Regions from separate parts of the Rattus norvegicus genome. Here region 2 is linked to region 1. A link is a contact called in public Hi-C data. All regions are on one chromosome and are shown on one strand. The core of a region is the stretch at or near the end of the contact, and the rest is flanking DNA. Distances in the headings are between cores, read along the strand shown.

Evidence for each region. A called contact is a pair of places that touch in the nucleus more often than the background predicts.
Region 2: a contact with region 1 is called in a Hi-C map of the A7r5 cell line, with 1.8 times the contacts expected there. The contact joins the promoter of Fbxo47 here to the enhancer-like site in region 1. A contact is called at or near these places in 2 of 12 Hi-C or Micro-C datasets (the A7r5 cell line and frontal cortex).

The regions. Positions count from the first base shown.
Region 1 is chr10:83,331,741-83,336,323 of GRCr8, forward strand. Fbxo47 (F-box protein 47) reads right to left here. Exons shown (of 11, transcript XM_063270147.1): 11 at 10-4,583. It overlaps Lasp1 (LIM and SH3 protein 1), which reads left to right. Exons shown (of 7, transcript NM_032613.3): 7 at 1-247. Among named protein-coding and RNA genes, the nearest start is that of Lasp1, 43 kb to the left of the region's middle. Within about 2 kb of position 2,626, at least 52 of the 93 cell types and tissues checked have an H3K27ac peak or open chromatin away from gene starts, as enhancers often do.
Region 2 is chr10:83,373,861-83,378,443 of GRCr8, forward strand. Fbxo47 (F-box protein 47) reads right to left here and starts at 2,809. Exons shown (of 11, transcript XM_063270147.1): 1 at 2,644-2,809.

The DNA of each region.
Region 1 (4,583 bases), core at 1,376-3,875:
TCATCCGTGTTTTTGTGTGTGTGTGTGTGTGTGTGTGTGTGTGTGTGTGTGTGTGTGTGCGTGTGAAGCCACCACTCATCTTTTATATCGGATTGTCATCTTTCTTTGGTCTGTTTGGTCCCCTCCCTCCTGGCCTTGTGCTTGGGATCAATTCTTTCTGGCCTGTTATGATTTTTGAACATTGACTTGAACCACAAAGTGAATCTTTATCCTGGTGACTCAAATAAAAGTATAATTTTTACCTGCGGACTGGGCCTCTTCCTCTTTGACTCTGAAGTAACTTCTGCGTGTGTCCTGTTTGCCAGGGGGCATTGACCTGTCACTCACACTGAACCCAGTTAACCCTCAAAGAGAGACAGACTACTCTAGAAACCAAAGACACTTGCTCTTCCTACTCTGATGCTTGTTTTCTCCTTGAGGACATAGCCCAGCCCTTCAGTGGAATTCACCAATGACAGCTCTGCCCAGCCTGGGGAAATTGTCACAGTCAAGGCTGGCATTCCCTGAGTTCAGAGGCTTCTCACACTGTCACCCCTTTTCAGTTAAGCGTTTTCTTCCTTCTTTCTAGCTAGTGTACTCAGGGACAGTCACGGGTGTCATTCAAGTTCCTGGCCGCTGGGAGTGGGCTGCTCTACAAGTCTTCAAGCCAACCAGTGAGCTCAGCCCAGGCGCGTTCTAGCCCAGTGTACCACTGCCACGTTTGAATTGTAAATCAATTGCAAGTAGGACAGCCCACAGTGTCACAGAGACTGGATAAACCCTCCACAGGCCGTCTGGCAGGCAACGGGAGGCAGTCCTCCCACTCCTTCCATTTCTCGGTCCTGTGATGGCCGGTCCCCAGCCAGCTTGATTGCAAACACTGCAGCGTCTGCTCAGTGGCTCTAGGGAGGCACCTGTGGTAAGCAATACAGCATTCCTGGACCCTGACTCCTGGTTGGCAGCCACCTGGCCAGAGGCGTCATAGAAAGGGACATTTTCTACCTGGGTTTCACATGGAAGCATTCTCTGGCCTCAGGGAACAGCAGGTGAGGCGAGGGCTTGGCTGAATGAACTGCGTGTGGGGAATGTCCCAGGCAGAGGACAGAGATGGCAGCTTAGAGTTCCCAATAGCAGCAGCAGAGCCTGTGGCCCCGTGTAGCCTTGTCTGCTGGACTGCCTGCTCAGGAAGTCTCCCCTCTTGAGAGTGGCCTAAGTTTCGGTTAGAAAGGGGGTTACTAATATCTGGAGGCCTGGGCCCTTAAAAGAAAATATTCGGGGTGAGGCTAAGGACCAGACCTTAGAAATTGGCCTACAGAAATCCTTTACATTTTAGTAACTGTCAGTGTACAACACACAGCAGAAAGCATCAAAATACACCACTGTGGTGGGGCTGGGGATTTAGCTCAGTGGTAGAGCGCTTACCTAGGAAGCGCAAGGCCCTGGGTTCGGTCCCCAGCTCCAAAAAAAAGAACCAAAAAAAAAAAAAAAAAATACACCACTGTGGGGTGTGGGTTTATGTGCCTGTGTGTACACCAGAGGGCATGTGTGGACATCACAGGACAACTTACAGGAGTCCTCTTCACACTGCGGGCCCCAGGGATTGAACTCAGGTCCTCAGATTTGATGTAAGGCATCCTTACCCTTTGAACCCTGTCACTGAGTTTTAGTAAGACCCCATTCCCTCAGAAGAAACCACGTGAAAGCTGGCTGTAACGGCAATGCTCAGGAGGCTGAGAGGTAGAGGCAGAAGTCAAGGGCTAGCCTGGGCTACTTGAGACTATCTCAAGACAAAAAAAACCCAATAATTAATAATAATAATAGCAATAATACAAAACAAACAAAAAACCCAAAATCCCACTTGGATTTGCATTTCCAGACATTACCCAGGAGTGGGGTGTGTGGGCTTCTTGCTGCTTTCTCTGAGGATGTCACTGGGTAAATTCAGAAGATCCAGAGAAAACAATTGGGGGCAGCAGCAGCACATGGGGTAGCAGGAGACCTCAGGTGACACAATTAAGCTTAGGCTCCGAGGATCTCCCAGACCAACAAGGCAAGCCAGTGTGGGGTGGGCTCCAAGAGAGAGTATGCATTTAGGAATGTGAGAACATCGCTTTGACTCCTGCCCCTGTTGACAAGATGTAAAATTTATCAGGCAAGCTCTTGAGTTCAGGCTGTAAAAGACTTTGCACCAGTTGAAATGACCCTACGTGCGCCATACCTGGCACAGTGGAAAAACTCACGTCCATGCCCAGGGTCGCAGCGCCCCCCCCCACCCCCGCCCAAGACGCCCGTGAGACTTTCTTCCATGTTCTGTGAATTAACCAATGGCCCACAAAACTGGTAACAATTAGTTTTCTGAGTTAGATTGCCAGAAATGTGTGAGAGGAAGCAGGAAGAAGGCAGGCAGAAGAATCCATTCCTAAGGGGTCTGTAGAGATCCTCCGCTCACACCTTCCGGAGCACCCCACTCAGTGCAGAAACTGTATCTAAATAGAGAGAGCGTTTCCACACGAAGGGGCGGGGCTGCCTTCCTGGGAAGAAATTGAACCTCTCCGGTTTTGCCTGTCTAAAAGTAGCTGTTCCCTGGTTACCCACCGTGGGCTTTGTGATTGGCTGGCTGTGATGGTGGAGGTGGAGAGTAAGCTGCTGATGGAGTTGCAGCATCCCTTAGCCTCGGGTCCCTGGGAGGGGGAGGGAACAGGAAGCGGGAGGGAGTAGGAGCCATTTCTCCGCGCTGACCGATCTCCACACTTGCAGTTCCCACTTCCCGGGAATCTAGGGGGCTCCTCTGCTTAGTACTGAGCCATGCTGGATATCTTCATCCTCATGTTCTTTGCCATCATAGGCCTGGTGGTTCTGTCCTACATAATTTACCTGCTCTAGTGGCCTGGAGCCGCAGGGGCTGCGAGGGGAAGGATGGAGCTGAAAGGCCGAGCACCCTGCTTGCGGACGCACCGGTGGATTTTGGCTTCTGGTCATTATTCGGGTATTGATTAAATAAATAAATAAATAAATAAATAAATAAATAAAAGCTTGGTTTTGTATCTATTTGTCATACACATTGACGTAGCATTTCTTGGTTCAATCTGAGAAGAGTAAGAAAAGAAAGGTCAGCTTCCTTTGGAATTGATTTAAAATGTGATTTCTTAAAATTAAAAATAAACTTCGCTATAAATAAAAAATAAATAAATAAAAGTAAAATGTACTAGGTTTTAGGTGGGAGGGGGAGGGATGGAAAGATGTACTGGGGTGGGGTGGGGACAATCATTTCCTAATTTCCTCTTCCAGGTAGATGCAAAACCAAGTTGTCCATTCTCTCCTGGCAACGACTACAGTACATCCTTCTGTGTGGGCAAGGCAACTGTACTCATTCATTCACTGCAGCAGGCACGACTGCATTCATTAATTCACTGCAGCAGGCACGACTGCATTCATTAATTCACTCGCGATTAACTCCCACTTGAGAAAAAACAGCAAATGACACTTACTTGGGGTAAGGGGTGGGGGAGGTGCCCACTTTTCCCTAGTCGTGTGGGCACAGTTTGGTGTAGAGGGATGGGATGTTGGTTCTCAGAGCTCTTGCTAGTGCCCCTCCTGCAGTTCCCAGCTGACCATTCTGTTTTTGGGTTTCCCACAGCTCCTGTGCGGGGTCCAGCAAGAGGCCCCTTACCAACGACAGCAATCCTGAGGCCCAACTGACTTCTTCCAGTGTATCCAGATGTGGCTGACCCTTGGCAAGCCGGCATTCTGTGAGGCAGGGGCACTCTTGGGGACATCAGGATGCGTGCGATTGAGCTGTAGACAGGGTGTATTGTGAAATGGAAGGTTGGAACAGTGAAGCCAGAGTTGAGAGTGCCCAGGCATTCACACGGGCAGCCTTTCCTTCCACCTAAAGGCAACTGCACACGATCCTAAGATGTTCTTCCCTTCCTGTTTTCCCTTGTAAACTCAAGGGCAAACTCTGATCAGTAGTTTACAGTTTGTACAGGCTGAGGATATGTGGTTTCCCTTGATCTTCAAACCACTCCACCCCCAAAATCCTGTTATTTGAATTCTTTGAGATTTATCATTTCTTCCCTGCTTTTCCCACTTATTCCCAGCTCCTTAGTTGACTAGAGGCGCATGGTTGTGAAGTCTTCATTCTTTGTGCCCACCTATAAAGCACTGGGACAAAATGGCAGTATTAATTTAGGAGAAAAAATTATCCCCAATGGAAGGGTCTGAAAACGTTTTAAGAGTTTTTAAACATTCCTTTATCCTAAAAAACAAAAACAAACAAACAAACAAAAAAAAAACCCAAAAAAACAAAAAAAACCCAAAGTTGTTATTTCCTTGTCCAGTTAAGGTTGAAAAAAACTGTATCTTAGGTTAGAGTAGATTTGACCCCAAATCTGTGGTATCTATTATTTCCTTGAAGACTCCATCATAATTGTTCTGCATTGATTTTCTTTTTTAGGTTAAAAATAAACAAGGAAAAAATGAATAATTTCTTGTAATAATATTTTGTCCAATTGCTATTTTTAAGAAGAAAAGCCAAGTATGGTGGCAGAGTATGGTAGCACATGCCTATAATGCCAGCACTTGGGAAAAGAGACGAAGGATCA
Region 2 (4,583 bases), core at 1,559-4,058, 42 kb after region 1:
AATAGTACATTTCCTTTCTTTCCAGTTTTTGTTAGTAACAGTTACAGATAAGTCATAGCCATGGCTTATAGGGCTTGATTTTACAGTCATTTCCTAAAGGGAATTTGTTAAATATGATATCAAAATCACTGACTATTTGCTTGCACTAAACAATAACACTTTAGAGGCAAAGTAAGCATCACACAGTGACTTTGTATTACTCTACTCTTCTAGTTAGAAAACCATGTTTTGGGGCTGGGGATTTAGCTCAGTGGTAGAGTGCATACTTAGGAAGCGCAAGGCCCTGGGTTCGGTCCCCAGCTCCGAAAAAAAGAACCAAAAAAAAAAAAAAAAAAAAAAAGAAAACCATGTTTTGTTTTGGAACTCCAATCTAAGGTCTCTAAAGGAGCTGGAGGCAAGAATTAAGACATTGCATCAAAGAGTTACAGTATAGCCAAGAAAAATACTGTTTTTCTTTCTATACAAAATAACTAAAAACTAGATTGATACTTGTCTCTCTTGAAATGTTACATCTTAGTTTACATCAAGTCAAAATTGTTACACATTTGAAAACATGACAAAGTACTTTACTTCTCAGTTAAAAACATAATCTGGACCTCCATCAAGATCATAATTGTAAAGCAGGGTGGTGGTGGGAGGCAGAGGCAGGCAGATCTCTGGGTCTGAGGCCAGCCTGATCTACAAAGCTACTTTCAAGACAGCTAGGACAACCCAGAGAAATCCTGTCTCAAAAACCAGAACAAAAGCAACCCAACAAAATGACTATAGCCGTGCATTCAGCAGTGACATTTTAGATTAGTAATTGCAAAAGTGATTACATTTACACAATATGTCAAATTTTACAGAACACAGCTAAATGAAAGAAAACTAAATTCACTTACGCGTTTTGTTTATATTACTGTGAAAATTGTATTTATGTATTTATTTATTTATTTTTTTGACGGCCTTGGTCCATGTGCAGCACAAGGAAGATTAAGTAGGAACCACCTTATGTATTTTTTTTTGACAAAAACGTATTCATACTATTTTGTAATCTTGTTACAATTTAATTCTATGCCAATAAACGTATTCCTACAAGAATATGTATCTTAGTATCTGCATGTAATTCCCAGTGGAAGAATTCTGATTACCTTAATCAACAAGACTGTTTTTTATTTTAACTTTTCTGCTTGTTTTCTCTGTGTAATAATGCTGGTTGTCCTAGGACTCACCAGGCTGGCCTCGAACTCACACAGATCCACCTGCCACTGCCTTCTAAGTGCTTGGATTAAGGGCGTGCAATACCATTGCCATGCTTAACTTTAATGTTTAACAGAATCTTAAAAGGTATTTTTACTATAATAAAATACAAATCTGACCTAGTTCCTGGTTTGTGCCTCTTCTTCCAGAAACTTCCATCCTAGTCAGACTAGGGTGGGGTTTGTAGGATATTTAAACACTCATTTACAACCCCCCCAGGGTTTTTTTTTATCATCCTCTAAGGGAATAGACATACGTGTGTGTATAATGTTTCACTTAAATCTGAGAGGACTAAAAAAAAATAACTGGTCCCAGTTATTTCAAAATTTGTGGGCGGTGATGGCGAACACCTTTGGTTCCAGCACTAGGGAGACAAAGGCAGGCTGATCTCTTGAGTTCAGGCCAGCCTGGTCTACCCAGTGAGTCTCACAGTGCGAGTCTCAGGAGAGCCGGGGAGCGCACAAAGAAACACTGTCTTGCAAACAAACTAACAAAACAAAACAAAACAAAACAAAACACACAAACCCCAACATCAACAAAAACCCAAACTAAAACAATTTAAGTCTCATTTTCCTCACTAAGACCTACTTTAGGGGTGGAGGAGGGCATTTGTTTTGGAAATAGTAACTATAGCCTACCAAACTCTTTCCGCTTTCCTCTTAGCCTGAAGGGTATGGAGTTCACAAGCCAAATGACTATAGGATACTTTTTTTCTCTTTTGGATCGCTGGGGTGGAACTCCTGAACGTCCTGCCTCGGCCTTCGAAGAGCCGGGAAACAGGCGGGGACTACCTCCGCCCACGCACCTAGAGAAAGGGGGAGGGTCTAGGGCCCCGACTTCGTCTCTGCCCCCACACCCTCTTCCGGCGGGGAGAAAAACCCCAGCAAGTCACCCGGCTTTGTTTTAACGTCCCTTTGTCAGCCCTAAACACCTCTAAAGGGGTCACCTAAGGAACCATAGCAGAAATTGGCCCACATAAAAATCAAATAGGAGGTGCTGAAAAACACGGAGTTATTTCTACCAGGAAGTACTGGGGGAGATAAAACACTTTTTTACCACAGGTTTCGACAGTTTTCCGGCTACAGTATCACAGGAAAGTGGGATTTAGTCGTCTTGTCCCACCCTCCTCAGATTTCATAATACTTAAAAATAAAAATCGCCTCAGGCTTTTCCCGCCAGAAAATGGGGGAGGATACTGCTTCGCTACCTCCGCTCCGCCCCGAAGCTGTGTCTTCAGCTCTCGGGCGCCCCCGTCGCCTCAAGTAGATTTTAGAATTCTCCCAGGAGCCCCAGCGGGTGGAGGCTCCGCCTCCTCATGAATATCAAGCAGCCTCGACCTTTCTGCCCCTCCCCTCACGATTACTCAGAGCTCTCCCAGGAATCCCTGCGGGAGGAGCCTCTCACCGTCTGTGGAAAGGACGAAACGCTAGGAGCCTCGGCTCTTTTGCCTCCTCTCTTGAATTGCTCAGAGCACTCCCAGGAGGCCCCGCGGGGGGAAGCCCCACCCCCCCTCGCGAAGAGCTAGAAGCCGCGGCTCTTCTGTCTTTCGCTTAAGAATACCCAGAACCTTCTCAGGAAACACCCCCAAGGAGGCCACGCCCCTTCATGAATACTAAGAAGAGGCTCCCACAGTGCCCTCCTTTTCAGGAGTATTAATCAGAGTGAACCCCATAAAGCCTGTGCTACCACCGTTTTAAGCACTAAGTTGCTGGACGGAAGAAACGGGGCTCTTACGGCTGTAAACGGAGAGCTCAAACTTGGGGGAGTCACATGCTCCACTTCGGTTTTTACACTCAGGTTTTTGGGGGTTTGGGTTTGTTTTTTTTTGTTGTTGTCTTTTGTTTTGTTTTGAGATTTTATTTATTTTATGTGTAGGAGTACACTTTTGCTGGCTATAGACACACCGGAAGAGGGCATCAGATCCCATTAGAGATGGTTGTGAGCCACCATGTGGTTGCTGGGAATTGAACTCAGGACCTTTAGAAGTGCTATTAACCGCTGAACCATCTCTCCAGCCCTACACTCAGTTTTAAGGCAGTTTTCACTCTTCCCCTGGGTCAAGACGATATGTCACGAGAGCTTTTTATTAAAAGTTGTTGGGTGCTGGGTGTGATGACGCTTCCCTTAAATCTCCACACAGAGAAGATGGAGACATGAGGACCAAAACAACCTAAGCCTAAGCTACTTGAAAACGTTTTAAACCCCCCGACCCCAGATCCATAATATTAAAGTCTCACTTATTTACAGATCCTGTGACCTAGACCTCTGACTGTTGTATGAGACAATTAGGGTGCTGCTGGGAATATAAGCATGAGCCAATATGCAGCCCTTGATTCAGTGTGGAAGCCTACAGTGGGGCAGGTTGTCTGGGAGGCCTTAAAGCTTTAAAAGAGAAAGATACATTGTATACGAGACACCGACTCTTGCAGTCCAGCTCTTCTAGACTCCTCAGGTACACAGGCATGTATTCAGGAAAAACACCCATCTGCATAGAAACAAAACAAGGAAACCAACCAATTACAGTAAATAACAAAATACCCTGTCTTCCCTGAGTTGGAGTAGCCTAGTGGTAGAATGCTTGCCTAGAGCTTGGTTCTATCTTTAGCATCCTCAAAGTCCTCCTGACTTCCCTCTTCTAAATCTTCCTCCAGGTTTCTTTTGGAAAGCTGTACCGCCTAGATGTTGGCAGCGTTAGCTCAGTAGTGGAAAGTGTGGACTTGGCAGGTGTGAGACCCGGGTTCAACCCCCCACCCCCACAAAAAAAAAAAAAAAACAACCAACCAAAAACACAAAACCACACCCTACATGACTTTTTCAGTAGCCATACTTTCTTCCACAAGTGGCGCTGTAAACTTGAGATGACTCTCTCATATCTCTCATTTACTAAAGGACAGATACTTCAGTACCGCCTAATTGCCCTAGTTTAATTCTGATATTTGAACAGCAGATGAAATATTAGCTGAAGGAAGGTTTGGGTGCAAAAGCCGTCATTCTAACTTCTTGGGAGGCAAAGGCAGGAGGATCCCAAGTTCAGCCTTCCTAGAAGACACAAGGTGAGGTCAAGGCCAATCTGAGAAAATTGATAAGGCCCTATCTCAAAAGGTTAAAAAAAAGAGAGAAGGCCTGAAGGGACCAGTCTTGGCATAAGACACCCCAAAACCAAGTTCTGGGCACAAAGGAGATTGATTTGCTCCAGAGGGACAAAGGGCAGGGACTAAGAGACAAAGACAGGAAATAGAGGAGGAGGGAAAAGGGGAAAGAAACATGGGAAGGGGGAAGGGATATTTGTGTGGTGGGGGCGTGGGGGACAACAAAGGGCTGCCTCTGGGTAGAGAGGAGACAGA